Linked DNA regions of Sus scrofa: region 2 is linked to region 1. A link is a contact called in public Hi-C data. All regions are on one chromosome and are shown on one strand. Each heading gives the region's core, a stretch centred on a gene start, on an enhancer-like site or on the middle of the called end of the contact. The rest is flanking DNA. Distances are from core to core; before and after follow the strand shown. Region 1 holds the start of CCAR2 (cell cycle and apoptosis regulator 2). Region 2 overlaps PEBP4 (phosphatidylethanolamine binding protein 4).

Region 1 (7,198 bases), core at 3,756-6,255:
CCTGGCCTGGGAACTCCATAGGCCTCGGGGCGGCCAAAAAAGAAAAAAAAGAATGGGATGGAGGATGGAGTCCTCCCCCTCCCCAACTTGCTCTCCTTGGAGCTCTCTCAGGGTGGGGTGTAACTCACCACTAATTGATGGGTTGTGTGAGAACTTCACCTCACCTGGCTCCCAGCTGTATGGAGCTGGGCCGGTCCGGGGCCTGCCTGAGTGGCTACTGGGAGGCCAGCTAGGTGTGTGTTCTTCCTCTTATATATCCTGCCCCCATCTGCTGGCCCCTGAGGGTGGGAGGCTGGTTGGGGTCGGAAGTCTCCCCTCTTCACTCTGTGCCACAGGTGGAGGGCTTGGGGCCTGAGGCCTGGGCCTGCCTTCCTGGGCAGGGTCTTCGCTACCTGGAACACCTGTGCCTGGTGTTGGAGCAGATGGCAAGGCTGCAGCAGCTGTGCCTGCAGCTGCAGACTCAGAGGGCCCTGGGGGTGAGTGAGCTGTGGGCGCTCAGGCAAGCAGGCGGGCAGGTGAGTGGGGAGGCGGAGGAGGGGTGGAACCCCCAGAACCAGGATGCCCTTCAGAACAGCTCTGGCCTCCTAGCCAGGCCCTGAGGCCCATCTCTGCTGTGCACAGGATCCTGAAGAGGAGAAGGAGTCGGCCCTGGCCCCTTCACTCCCACCCTCTCACACCCCAGGCAGTGAGGTACATGGGCCATGGGAGCAACTCAGCCAAACAGAGACAGGTGAGGGGTTTTGTGTCTCCCTCTGTGTCCTGCCTGCCCAGGGCTCCACCAGCAGACCTCCTGAGCCCTGGGCTGGGCGGGTTGCTTCCTGTTTCTGGCCTTGAGTAATCTGCTTCTCTTTCTGAAGGAGCAAAAACAGCTTCACCCCTCAAGGCAGGCGCGCCCAGTGCCAGGCCTCCCAGGCTGTCAGAGGCCCCGGCAGAGCCAGCTCATACCTTTCCATCCTCCCAGGGACACAAGGTAGGGGAGGGATATATGTGGGGCCAGGTGGCAGGATGGGTGGGGATGCGTGGATACCCTGAAGGCTGGAAAATGAGAGGATTCCTGTTTGGAGCAGGTGACTTGTCCTGGCTGTGATGACAACTAACTCTGGGAGCTTGGTCAGGGGTATGTTGTGGGGAGGGGCTCTGGGTGACACCCCCCCCCACCCTCTGCTCAGCGGGATCTCTCCCACTGGAACAAGGTCAAGGTCCTGCTCAACCGGATCCGGTGGAGGAGCCTTCGACCTGCTGAACCCCCTGCCCCTCCTGATGGCCCTGCCCCCAGGTGAGTCCTGGGGCTCAGCCCAGAGTAGGGCAGAGGGAGAAGCCTGATGAACTAGGCTGCTGAGATTACACTGCCACTAGTTTCCTTTGTCCCTGCAAAATCTGAGAGACATAGACTTGGAGAGGGTGCTGGAAGAACCAAAAAGCAGTTAAAGTGCCCCATCTGCAGATAGGAGGATGAGGACTGAGCAGGGGAGGGACGTTGTTTTCCCAAGGCCACATGGTGAGTCAGTGGCAGAGCCAGGACCGGAAGATGGGAAATCCTCATGTCAGCCCAGCAAGCCCTCATTCCTCAAGGCTGAAACCTAGGTCACCTCCCCAGGTTTTCCCAGGAGAGCAAGGTAGGGCGTACAGGATTCCGAGGTGGATGCTGGGGGATCGGGGTGGGGGTCTTTACTGAATAATTCTCCAGGGGGAATTATCCATGTCAATGACTATCCCCAGGTTTCTCACGATGCTTGGTCAACTCTGGGGCATCGCTGCCTTTGTTTCTGCCTCCTAGCCTAGTGCCTCCTTTCTTTCCCCACAGGATTGCATCAGGTGACCTCCCTGACAGGCCTCCGTGCCACCCCCTCCGGAAGACCTTTATGCCATCATTAGTGGTTAAGAAGCAACGAGCCAAAAACCTTTCAGTGTGTTGAGACCTCTTGGTGCAGGCAGGGACGTGACCCCGGGTCAGCGGAGTGCAGTGAAGTCCTCCTCCTCGCCCTTTGCCCTGTTGCTGCTTCGGGACACTGCCGGGAAAAGCTGCTGACCTCACCTTCCTCTCTGAGGCGAGGGCTGAGTTTCTCTGAGCAGCCGAGGAGCCCTGGGCCCCTGCGAGGCCTCAGGTGCAGCAGCTCTCAGGCTCCTCCCTGACTGCCAGAAATCCCTGGGCTTAGGCAATGTGAACTTATTTATCTGGCACCCATGGAGTGTGTTTGGCACGGCGATCTATCGGCACCCAGCATATCGCAGATGTATATTTATGCAAAATGATATATATGTATATATCTGTGGGACTGTCAGTGTTGTGAACTGGCTGGATCCAACTGGATCCAACCATCTTTCTGGAATCATGCACTCAAAGAGTCGGTCTTCCGGGAGTTCCCATCATGGCGCAGGGGAAACGAATCTGACTAGGAACCATGAGGTTACGGGTTCAATCCCTGGCCTCACTCAGTGGGTTCAGGATCCAGTGTTGCCGTGAGCTGGAGCTGTGGTGTAGGTCGCAGACACGGCTTGGATCTGGTGTTGCTATGGCCCTGGCGTAGGCCGGTGGCTACAGCTCTGATTTGACCCCTAGCCTGGAACCTCCATCTGCTGTGGGTGCGACCCTAAAAAAGAACAAAAGAGGGGAAAAAAAAAAAGTCAGTCTTCCAGGATGAAGTGACTGCAGAAGGATGGAACTGACCTTCATTCCTGAGCGGACACTTACTGAGCTGGAGTCCTGCCTTCTCATACTGCGTGGGCAGGCCCACCGAAAGTGGGGTCCAGTTGTTAGCTGCTCTAAAGTCAATAAAGATGCAAACTTGGTGGAAAGGAAAGTTTGCTTTATTTTGGAGGCCAGCAACTGGGGAGGAGGGCAGATTCATGTCCGAAGGTTGACTCTCCCCACTGACAACCAGCAGGGAAAGACTATTTTTTTTTCCCCCCTCCTCATGCCTACACCTGTGGCTTATGGAAGTTCCCGGAGCAGGGCTTGAATCCAAGCCACAGCTGTGGCAGTGCCAGATCCTTTAACTCACTGCCTCAGGCCAGGGGATTGAACCTGTACCTCTGCAGTGAACTGAGCTGCTGCAGTTGAGATCTTAACCCACTGCCTAAGCTTTCTGACAAAAGCTTTTAAAGGGGAGTTTCCGGGGTGTATAGGTGGAGGGAGGGGGCTGGGTGCAGAAACAGTATGGTCAGCTCTGACAGTCATCCTGAAATTGGTCCTGCAGTGTGGACTGACCAGCGTCATCTTAAGTACAGTTAATCTTCAATTCTAGGGTCGGTTTATTCCTATTTCTTTGAAGAGCTAGTTCTTGGAATTGTGGCAGCTTATGTCATGGCTATGGCCTGGTAGTTATGTAGTTAAGTTCTTCCACCTAATGAGGGTTTCAGTATCTAAAAGACAGCTGGAAGGATATGGCTCAGAATATTATCTATAGCCTTTGAGGAGGAACTAAAAGTCCTTGGCTTTCTTTAATGGGTAAACCATTGCTATTTGGCCTTATTTTCCTCTGTCTGTATTTTCTCATGTCTCTGATTAAACTTATCCTTTGGCCAAAGTATTTCTACAGACAAAAGCAGGTGGAAGACATGGTGGGAAAGGACCATGGAGTTCTGCTCTGTTTCACCAGACCAGGACAGAGCAGGGCAGTCCCTTGGCCAAATCTTGGCCCTGAAGACTGCGCCAGGGATGGGAGGGTCAAGACAGCAAGCAGAACAGCAGAGTAATCTTCAAGGTCTCTTCTCAGCTGCTTTACTCCTTACTAGCCTTTCCATATCACAGCTGAAACCAGGGGCCAATACTAGCCATTAGACCTCGACAAAACCCCTAACCTTTCTGAGTTGTACCTTCTCAATCTCCCAAATGGTATAATGATGCCTGCCCTACCAACCTCACAGGCTTGTTATGAGGATAATATGAGATCAAGCTGTTTCAAAGTGCTTCGTGCATGTTAAATGATTAGGAAAGGGTGTTGGAGGGAAGCTAAACAGGAGGGATGATGGGAAGGTAAGAGCATAAGGGGGAACTGGTATTGCTAATGGGTACTAAAATGGCAAGACTTTGAGCAAGTCATTTCATTGGAGTTCCCCAGGTTTCAAATCTGAGAATTAAGACACCAGTTCCAGACCTGCCTGTTCCCCAAGGGTTGATGTAAGAACTAAAGAAAATGACCACAAGACCTCTTTATAAATGTATACCTAATTATCATGGATGTTTATCTTACTAGATTAGGTTCCTAGCTCTTTGTTATTTGAGGATGGGGGGAAGCATAGTCTCCTGCAGGTACCCAGAGGATGGGAAGTGTGTGTGGGTGTGGGTGCCTGGTCAATGGAAGGGTAGGGCTAGGGATGGGGTTTACCCATTGGTTGGGTAAGGCACTGGAACCTCTCCTAGAGATGGCCACTGATTAGGGATCCTCCGCCTTCAGTCAGGAGGAAGTCAACTAGTTCTGTTGCTGCTGCGATCTTGGGGTTTGCCAATGTGGGGGTGGTAGGTGTTCCCTTATGTTTTTTTGGGGGAGGGGGGCTGTCCAGCTCCAGCTGTCTTTGGACTAGGAACCAATTCTCTGAAGCCTGCTTTTCTAATGGGACACTTAAGCGAGGACACCGCCGAGACACGCCTTCCTAACGCGCATCCGACGGGGGAAGGCGCACTTCCGCTCCGCAGTTGGAGCGGGATGGCAGACCGGCGTGGGGGCAGGGAGAGGTCGGTGGAGAGGAGGGAGGGACCATATCCGGGAGAGTGGCAGCTTCCGACCAGTGGTCGCTCTTCCGGAGAGGCGCTTCCGGTGGCGGCGGCAGCAGCGGCTGTGGTGGTTCCGGGTGTCTTTGTCCCCCCGGTGTCGCGGCCCTGGCCCGCAGGTGGGTTGGGGGGCCTTCCGTCGCCCCTCTGCCCCTTCACCTCTCCCCCGGCCGAGGGGCTGCGAGGGCCGGGCCGCGAAGATGCACCGGGCGCAGAAGGGGCCGAGCCCCCCTTCGGACTGCAAGTCCCGTCTCCCTGGCAACGGCCTCGGCCCTGGGGGCGGGCGGGAGGAGGAGAAACCGCGCGCCTTCGTCCTCCCACGGTGGCCGGTCGCTGTCTGGCCGGTAGACCAGGAGCTGGAGGCTGCTGAGGCAGGAGCCGAGGGCCAGGGAGCGCGGGAGCAGGAGGGCGGGCGCGCAGCCGGATTCGCGTCCGGCCGGGCCACGGAGCTGTCTTCCCACCAACCCGTCCGGGAACAACGGGCCGGGCTTCCGGGGAGAGGGCCCACACCATCTCTCCGGCACCAGCCTCCTCCATTTTTCCGGGCCTTGCGTGGAGCTTTTGGCGGATGTATTTGAATGAATGAATGTCACCGGGGCTCTTTCCAACCCCCTACTCTCCCCAACCATCTGAGGGTGGCGTGGCATGGTGAGAGGAGCGCTAAGTTGTCGGAGACCTGGGTGTGAGTCCTGGTTTTGTCCCTACCTGGTTATGTGGCTTTGGGCAAGTCTCAGTCCCTCGAGCCTCAGTTTCCTGTTTTTGAAAGAGCAATACAGTATCACCCACCGCTAGGTTACTGTGAGGGCACACTGGAACATTGTAATTTCTCCATTTCCTGCTCCTCTGTATTCTCTCCATCCATCTTCTCCATTCATTCTCAGTATTCATCTCGCCACTTTCTTTAAGACCCTTAGTTCCTTTTGGGGGGTAGATGGGAATTTTCTCTGTGAGCTGTTAATTTCTTTTCCGATTGAAGGTTTTTTCCCAAGACTCTGAAAGAGGACAGCATTCCCAATGTCCCAGTTTAAGCGCCAGCGGATCAACCCGCTTCCAGGGGGACGCAACTTCTCAGGTGATCACCTTTATCTCTACCTGGCCTCATACTGGGAAGTATGGGCTTTGGAGTTAGTCTTCTTTTAAAATGAGGCTTTTGGGGTTTCCCTGGTGCAGTGCAGTTTGCTGCTGATATTTTTTAGGAAAATAGGAGATGACCAGAGTGGTTGTCAGCGAAACCCTGGGTGGAACTTGCTTGGATCCACTTTGCCCTCTGGGTTTACTGTATCCTCTCGCTGCCTCTAGTACTTTGGATGGTAGGTACTGTTCCTAGATGGCTTCTCTGTCACAATAGGCGCAGCTTCAACATCTCTTCTGGGTCCTCCTCCTGGTTTGCTCACTCCTCCTGTGGCCACAGACCTGTCTCAAAATGCCAGGCATCTTCAGGTAGGTTGGGCATCCTCTCTAGTGAGTTTCAGCACCTGGGGCTACCCCAGAGTGCATGGCTGCCCAGTGCATTCATTCGGACATCACAGTGTTCATCCTTCCTGACACGCCTGTCCTGGGGCAGTCTGGAGGTGACTAGGCACCTCTGACTGGGGAGCCCTAGGTTCTGGCTCTTGGAAAATCTTTAGGGTGCTTCTTAGAATTAAAGAACTGAAAATCCTTCCAGCATGAACCCCCCACCCCCTTGGGCAGTAGATATGCCTGTTTTTCACGTATGCTTTCTTCCATAGGAAACTCCATGCGGTACTCTAATCGAGCTGGGGTGGGGATGGATAAAGATGAGATGCTAGTGGCAGAGTGTGGACAGGTGCTCCCTGTTACCTTTAAACTGCCCTCATCTCTTACAGGGTGGGGAGAAGCAGCGGGTCTTCACTGGTATTGTTACAAGCTTGCACGACTACTTTGGGGTGGTGGACGAAGAGGTCTTTTTTCAGCTAAGGTAGGCTTGAGGCTGGTCCTCTTCCGGAAATGCTTATTGGATTTAGTTCTGTCACCATGCTGGTGGGTCCCCTCTAAAGCCATTGCTTTGCTTTTTTATGCGTGGTGTGAGAAATCTTGATGGGAAAGTCCTCATAGAGACAGTCAGGGTGGCTGGGCCAGGGTTTCTCTCCTGACTGGGTCTCCTGGCTTGTGTGCTGGCAGTGTGGTGAAGGGCCGGCTGCCCCAGCTGGGTGAGAAGGTGCTGGTGAAGGCTGCATACAACCCAGGCCAGGCAGTGCCCTGGAATGCTGTCAAGGTGCAAACGCTCTCCAACCAGGTATTCATCTCTCCTTGGCACATGAGTTGGAAAGGGATGGGAGGGAAGCCTCTGTGCCCTGAAAGCTGGTCAGAAACCTTACTTTGGTCAAGGGGGTGGGGCTGCATCTTTCCAAGGTAGGGAGCACATCAGCCATGGGATGCCCTGAATTTCCTGCCCTGCAGCCCCTGCTGAAGTCCCCAGCACCTCCCCTTCTACATGTGGCAGCCCTAGGCCAGAAGCAAGGGATT
Region 2 (6,954 bases), core at 3,710-6,209, 150 kb after region 1:
GCAAGGTCCAGTTGCCTTGAGGAACTCAGGTCCGATACCCAGGAACATCTACATGGTCCTACGGCTTCCCTATCATGATGAACCAGAGGAAGAATCTGGGTGAACTGGTGAACATGGATTGTCTCTTTCTCTTAAATCTGCAGTAGGGAGAGCAGTCCCAAATCCCTGGTGGGCTAGTGGAAAGGAGCCTTGCCTTGGAGGAGGAGGAGGGGAGTGTGTGTGTGTGTGTGTGTGTGTGTGTGTGTGTGTGCACATATTTACAGAAAACCTTGAGTTGCTCTTGTTTAAAACTACAGGGGCATCAATTACCATTCCTAAAACAAAGGTGCTTCTCCTTTCGCCAAGCAGCCTACTGCAAAGACCCTGGAGAAGATTGGGGCTCTGCCTGCTGCAGGCTTATCAGCCTGCCTTCCTGCCCAGCTGTCATCCATCCCTCTTGTCATCAGCCATCTCTCACCCACCTTCTCTTTCTGTTACATGAGGCTCAGAAGCATCAGGTGATCAGAGTTTTCAGGCTGGGACTGAATTTCAAAGACTCTGCCATAGCTATGGTGGCCAGATTTGTCAAGTGGAAAATGGTGACATGAATGTCTTTGTGAAAGAGATTTTCTTTCCTAGATACTTAGAAAAACACTGAAAATAAAGTAACCTAATTCTAAAATTGTCTGGTCACCCTGAGGCAGCTTAAGTGAGCAGTTTGAAAAACCTGAATCAACATCCCTGGTTAATGGGCTTCCAGCCTGGTGAAGGCTAGTGCTGCCTGACCTACGTCACATACAAAGGCTGTGTATGTCCGTGGAGGTGATGGGAAGAGTGAGGTGAACTGGAATTTCTCTTCATTTAAAAATGGCAGTCAGGGAAGACAAAACCTTCTTGCAACTAGACAGGCCGGGTTAGCTCTTTGCTCTTGTTCTTGGCACCAGCCCTTGTTCTGGGGCTCATTTCTGCCTGGAGAAGCCAGTTCCCACCCGGGCAATCCCACTGTTCATGAGGTCTAGGATTCTAGGGTTTGTGTACACGCCTAAGAAATTTCTGTTTCCAGGAAAAGAGAACAATTTATCATTTTTTCTCCCTAACTCCCACTGCCTTAGGACACAGTATTGAAGAAAAACTTTTGAGTTGAGTAGGAGATACCTGTTAATTTTACAGTCAAATTTCCCATTCCTCTAATAGTCTATCATCCTCATTTTCCATCATGGAGACATATCACAGCCATGTCTCTCCTTTTCCTGATTGCACAACTCGAATTTCCTAAGAGCAAGAAAAGGTTAATTAGATTCCCCACTGCCTGTTTGATGCAAGCAGGTGGCCAGGGAGTAGCCTGGCAGTCCAGTTCAGCACACCCTTAAAAGTGCCTACTGTGTACAGAGCCAGAACTGGGGGCTACAGGGCTACAGTTCTGTTTGTTTGTTTGTTTGTTTAGCTTTTTAGGGCTGTACCCATGGCATGTGGAGGTTCCTAGGCTAGGGGCTGGATTGGAGCTACAGCCGCTGGCCTACACCACAGCCACAGCAACGCCAGATCCCAGCCGCGTCTTCGACCCACACCACAGCTCATGGCAACGCTGGATCCTTAACCCACTGAGCGAGGCCAGGGATTGAACCCGCAACCTCATGGCTCCTAGTTGGATTCGTTCCCACTGTGCCACAACGGGAACTCCTATTTATTTATTTGCTCAGGGAGCTGCAGAGCTGCTTGAACCATCCCTTTAGCCCCAGAGAATGCACACACCCTGCTCGGGAGCCAGGAGGGAACTGAGAGCATCCCAGAAACCTACAGGTTTCCAGAGGAGTCATGTCTTCTCGAGACTTCCCGTTTCCTCCCACCTCCCAGCATCGAAACTGGCGGCACCATGCGGACTTTGACAATGAGTCAACAGTATAGGGGTCTTGGGGTAGACTTTTAGCTGGGACGTCTTTTCACACCAAACCTTTTTTTGTTCTTTTTAGGGCCGCACCTGCAGCATATGGAAGTTCCCAGACTAGGGGTCGAATTGGAGCTGCAGTTGCAGGACTACACCACAGCCACAGCAATGCCAGATCCTAGCCACACCTGCCACCTACACGGGAGCTTGGGGCAATGCCAGAGCCTAAACCCACTGAGTGAGGCCAGGGATAGAACCTGCATTCTCACCGAGACAATGTTGGGGTCTTACCCTGCTGAGCCATCATGGGAGCACCCCAAACTTTTTGAAAATAGTTTTCCCTTCCCTCGGAGACACCTGGCCAGAGCAAAGCAGAGCACTTTAGTTCTGACCAAATAATGAAATCAGATCAGCGATGCTGCAGAGTGTTTCATAGAGACAGATGGCGCTGGGAGAACGAGAGAGCTGGGCGGCTCCCGCAGCTGCCCAGAGCCTGAGGTTGAACCCTGAGGCAGAGCCCTCCAGAAGAGCCACCTTGCTGAAGTCGTTTCCAGGCCACCATTTCTAGTGGGGGAGGGTAGAGGGTGGGAGCCGGGGTCCTGGGCTACTGGCTTTGCTGTGCTGGAGGTGGGGGTGCTCAACACTGGCTTTGGGACCAGACTTCCCACGCCCCTGCGTGGGAGGTGTGAGGGGCTGGAGCTGGGAGGCAGGAAGTGAGTGCAGATGGGCTGCCCGGACAGCTGTGCGGGGGACAGAGCACATCTGTCTGGGTGAGTCTGGTGGGGCTCCTCCCCACAACCTCTACATCTATCCATTCATCAATAGGGTGTAGGCTCAGTTTGGGTCCCAAATGGGGAAAATGATGGGAAAGGAAAGTTTGAAGGCAGAGGCTGGAGCTAGAGGATGCTGAGGGGGCATGTTTCCATGGGGGAAAAAAAAGCAATCTGTGCTTTGGGGGAGAGGAAGAACGATGGGCAAAGAGAAAACCGAAAGCAAATGGACGGGACTGCATCAGCCTGGCTTCTCAGCAGCTGCCCAGCACCCAGGCTCTGCAGTTGCCTGGCCTCCCAGCTCCAGATGGCCCTCTCTCCCCATGCTCCTTTCCTGTCTTACCCACTAGATGGGGAGGTACTAAGATCAGAGACCCTATTTTCTTCACAGTGGATCCTCACACAGCAGAGACTCCGGTGAAGTTTGCTGAATGAGTGAGCGATTGTGTGGCCTAGACTGACACTAGGTTTCCCAGTTAGTCCTTTAATTTTCTCTAATTGGCTGTAAATATTGCTGGGAAAGCTCATCTCAAGTAGATACCCGGAGAGATTGCTGGGAGATAGAAGCTGGATTCGATTCTCACCAGGAATTTGCCTGTGGGCCTAAGGGTAGTTTACCCCTTCAGCTCTTTTCTAGGGAGCTGAGCACGGAGGAAAGGCTCATTGTTCTAGAAACACACTGACTTGGCATCACGGCCACTCACATGTCCTCTTTGGGGCAGCTGCTCCTCCTCTGTGCAAAGCTGTCACCTGCTTGCTATGGAGCCTGAGAGGCAGGAACTGTGGGTCATGTGGAATCTGCAAGTGGGGGCCCCTGACAGTTCCCCTTCACCCGTCCTCTCCATCACCTCTGCTGGTTTTCACAGTGTGATAAAAGAGTGGGAGTTGGAGTCCCAGCTCTGCTGTGTGGCCCTGACTGAGTCACTTCTCCTGTCTGGGCCTCTGTGTTCCCAGCTGTACAAAGGGAAGGCTGGACTGGTGAGGTCTGATCTCTGCTGGTTCTTAATTGTCACAAATCTGGAAGGATGATTGGCAGGGAATGGGCCTTTGAAGTTACCATTATCCCCTGGGGCCTGGGCTGGGGACTATCCCTTAAATCAGGCTTGGGAAGGGGAGGATGGGCCCAAGAAGCCCCCACCTCACTCAGGACTCCTGTGTTCACCCACTTGCTGTAATGGTGACTTCCTGGACCAGTTAGTCAAGTCCTGCTTGGAGTCTGTGTGAATGATTCTTAAATGTTTCCCAAGCCTCTATCCTTTGTTTCTATTATCTTGTGAGTGTAACAGAAAAGCCAATAGGAAGGAAGGAAGGATTGAAGTCCCAAGGACTTGGGGGCAGAATGGGACACATGTACTCTTCTCTGACATTGTTATTATTATTTTGCTCTTTTTTTTTTTTTTTTTTTGCTTTTTAGGGCTGCACCTGCAGCATATGGAAGTCCCAGGTTAGGAGTCTAATTGGAGCTGCATCTGCGACCTACACCACAGCCACAGCAACGCCACATCTGAGCCTCGTCTTTGACCTACACCATAGCTCATGGCAATGCCGGATCCTTAACCCACTGAGCAAGGCCAGGGATTGAACCTGCATCTGCATGGATGCTAGCGGGCTCCTAATTTGCTGAACCACAATGGGAACTCCTCTGACATTATTTTTGTCATCATCATCACCATCACCCATTATTAATACTGTTAAACATTTATTGCTCTTCACTTAGCCATGAGCAGTGGATGGATAAATCCACTCGATCACGAGAAGCCTACACTGTTCCGGGCATTTCTCAGGTCAAGGCTGGTTTCTCCAGCCCTCAATGCAGGGATCACATCTGACCCTCAGCAGGAAGTGGGGGTCATGGCTTTGAGTTCTTTCATGGAAAGTGCTCTCCTTCTGGAGGAAAGGCGTTATAATTTCAAGTTACTTCTGCTGCTGCATACATGTGTCTTATTCACCTTTGTAGCCCCACCAATACCTTGAACAGGGCACAACCAAAGGTGCTCACTAAATGCTTATTGATAATAATTATTATAATGATGTCTTATAACCAATTAAGCAGGGGAAGTGCTCCGAGGGCTTCTGAGCTGCCGTGAGTGGAGGAACAATTTAACTCCTCGTCTGAGGCATCTTTCCTGCTAAGGCTTAGAGCACAGAGCCTTAGGGTTGCAAGGCTAGCGTGGGATTGCTCAGGAGGCAGGGTGGCAAAGACTCAGACAGGAGGTGAACAGCTGGCGCCTCCTTCTGGCCCTGCAGGGCCGGAGCAGGCCTGGGGAGGACTTTTGCCGGAAACTTAGGCCCTTGCGCTCTCACATGGTGACCCCCTCACCCTGCACCAGCCAGCACCTTCACCCAGAGAGAGCCCAGCTCAGGAGACCCACTGGAGAGCAAGGGAGGCTGTTATGTAACTGATGCAACTCCTTGTCAAAACTGGTGACTAATTCAGACCGTCGGCCAGATTGGCTCAGCAGCTTTGGTGTGAGCTGCAGGAGGCCTCAGCCGCTTTGTGGCTGGTTCTCACACCCTCTGCTGGAAGGATCTCTCAGCTTCCTTGCTTGCCTCGGCTGCAACCTCAACCACGGCCCCATCACCACTCCTTTCCGATGAGACCTTTTCTTTATGCGTCCAATCCCCCAACTTTGTGTCCCTTCCTGTCCTACAAAAAGAGACCAGGAGGACAGTTTATGCCTATCTGTCCCCAGGACAGTTCGTTTCTGCCTGGGGCTCACTGAGGCCTTCACTTTGCACCTGGTGAGGTGAAGGGTGTTGGGGCCTGCTGCCCTTGGACAGCTGGCCGGGCTGAGAGTTTTGGGTGCTAAGGCTGGGGCCCCTCCCCCACTGCCCAAGGGGACAGGGCTCCAGGGACCACCCGGCCTCACCCAGTCCTCTGGCCTCAGACCCTGCACTCTGTGGGTCACAGGCTGCCTGGGCAATGCTGGGAAAGGCCTGTGCTCACTGCCCCGGTTCTCACTTTTCAAAAGGAGGAGCTTGGTAAGGCCAGCTCGTCCCTCCTGCTGAGGCTGTCCTGAAGGGGTGCGGTAGGACATTTGTGCTTATCTGGAGATGGTCCAGGGAGAAACACAAAGAGGTGTCCTGACAAGGCCCACAGCGTTCTTAGTCATGAATGCCGGGCATTATTTTATTTAATCCTTAACCACACAACCTTCTGTGGTTAGGGTTATTCCCATTTTACAGGAGAGGAAACTGAGGCCGAAAGCAATTGGGTGGTTTGCCAAAGCTGGTAAGTGGCTGAGCTGGGCTTTGAACTCACCCCCCCAGCTACTCGGAAGCCCAAGCTGGTTCTGACACACTGCCTTCCCATGGCATTCCTGGGACGGGTTCCGGAGGCCTTTGAAAGGCTTGTATATCACAGCAACTTCATGGCAACTGCCCAGTGAGGTCCAGAAAAGAATACTACCTTGTTCTCCTCCCGCTGCTTCCTTCCGCCAAGTAGCACACAGACATGATCTCATCCACTCTCCCAGCGCCCCATGTGGGCTGCGGAGGGGGTGGGCATTGCTGACTCCATTTCCCAGGGGGGAAAGGGAGGCACAGAGAGGGAAGGCGGCCTGTGCTAGGTTGCACAGCTGCCTGGTGAGAGAGCTGGGCCTGGAGATCAGGCATCCCTGCCCTCGAAGGCAGTTAGTGAGCTTGACGGGTGTGGGCTAGAATCACTCCTGAGACACAGCAAATTGGGGTGCGCTTCTTGAGGCCTGACTTAGTGGCTGAAAAAGCTCCAAGATAGCTAGGCCTGTGGTAAAAAATGAAATCTGAGATGCACATAAAGGCAGTCTCTATGCCAAGAAAGAGGCGCCAGGACTAACGGTCAGCACACGTGCTCCCCTCCTGGCCGGTCGCCCACAGCCCTGAACCCCCAGCTTCCCTTCCTGGATGCCCTGGGGCTCAGCCGCAGCCATGCTGTGTGATGGAAAGAACACTGGCCTTGAGGTCATGGGACCTGGGGAAGATATTCACTAGGGACCCCTAAATTAGTCATTTCCCCTCTCAGCTGTTCCATTTTTCACTCAAAAAGTGGGGATACTAACTCCGTGAAATAGACATTCATGTGTGAAAAATTTCATCAACAACGATCAAGCCTGCCCACAGAGAGAAACTACTGGTGTTCCCTTTAACTCCAGCTCATCTCTCCTAGAGACCTTTTTACAAATGGCTTTGGAGGAGTTCCCGCCATGGCACAAAGGGGTCGGCGGTGGTTCCTCTGGAGCGAGGGGGACATAGGTTCAATCCCTGACCTGGCACAGCGGGTTAAGGATCCAGCATAGGTCACAACTGCAACTCAGATCTGACCCCTGGCCCGGGACCTCTTAT

What was found. Hi-C and Micro-C count contacts between places; a contact is called where the count stands out from the background.
Region 2: a Hi-C map of embryonic fibroblasts shows a contact between it and region 1, with 2.2 times the contacts expected there. The contact joins the enhancer-like site here to the promoter of CCAR2 in region 1. A contact is called at or near these places in 1 of 5 promoter capture datasets (liver), 14 of 47 Hi-C or Micro-C datasets (adipose tissue, embryonic fibroblasts, epiblast stem cells and 8 more) and 2 of 2 datasets of contacts at active chromatin or transcription factors (alveolar macrophages and skeletal muscle).

Annotation. Positions count from the first base shown.
Region 1 is chr14:6,855,047-6,862,244 of Sscrofa11.1, forward strand. CCAR2 (cell cycle and apoptosis regulator 2) reads left to right here and starts at 5,006. Exons shown (of 22, transcript NM_001206340.1): 1 at 5,006-5,393; 2 at 5,688-5,783; 3 at 6,060-6,151; 4 at 6,559-6,650; 5 at 6,854-6,968; 6 at 7,133-7,198. The coding sequence starts at 5,726.
Region 2 is chr14:7,002,227-7,009,180 of Sscrofa11.1, forward strand. All of the region lies in intron 3 of PEBP4 (phosphatidylethanolamine binding protein 4), which reads right to left. Among named protein-coding and RNA genes, the nearest start is that of EGR3, 57 kb to the left of the region's middle. Within about 2 kb of position 4,960, at least 23 of the 83 cell types and tissues checked have an H3K27ac peak or open chromatin away from gene starts, as enhancers often do. A contact at or near this core is called in adipose tissue, embryonic fibroblasts, omental adipose tissue and 2 more, where this site is marked.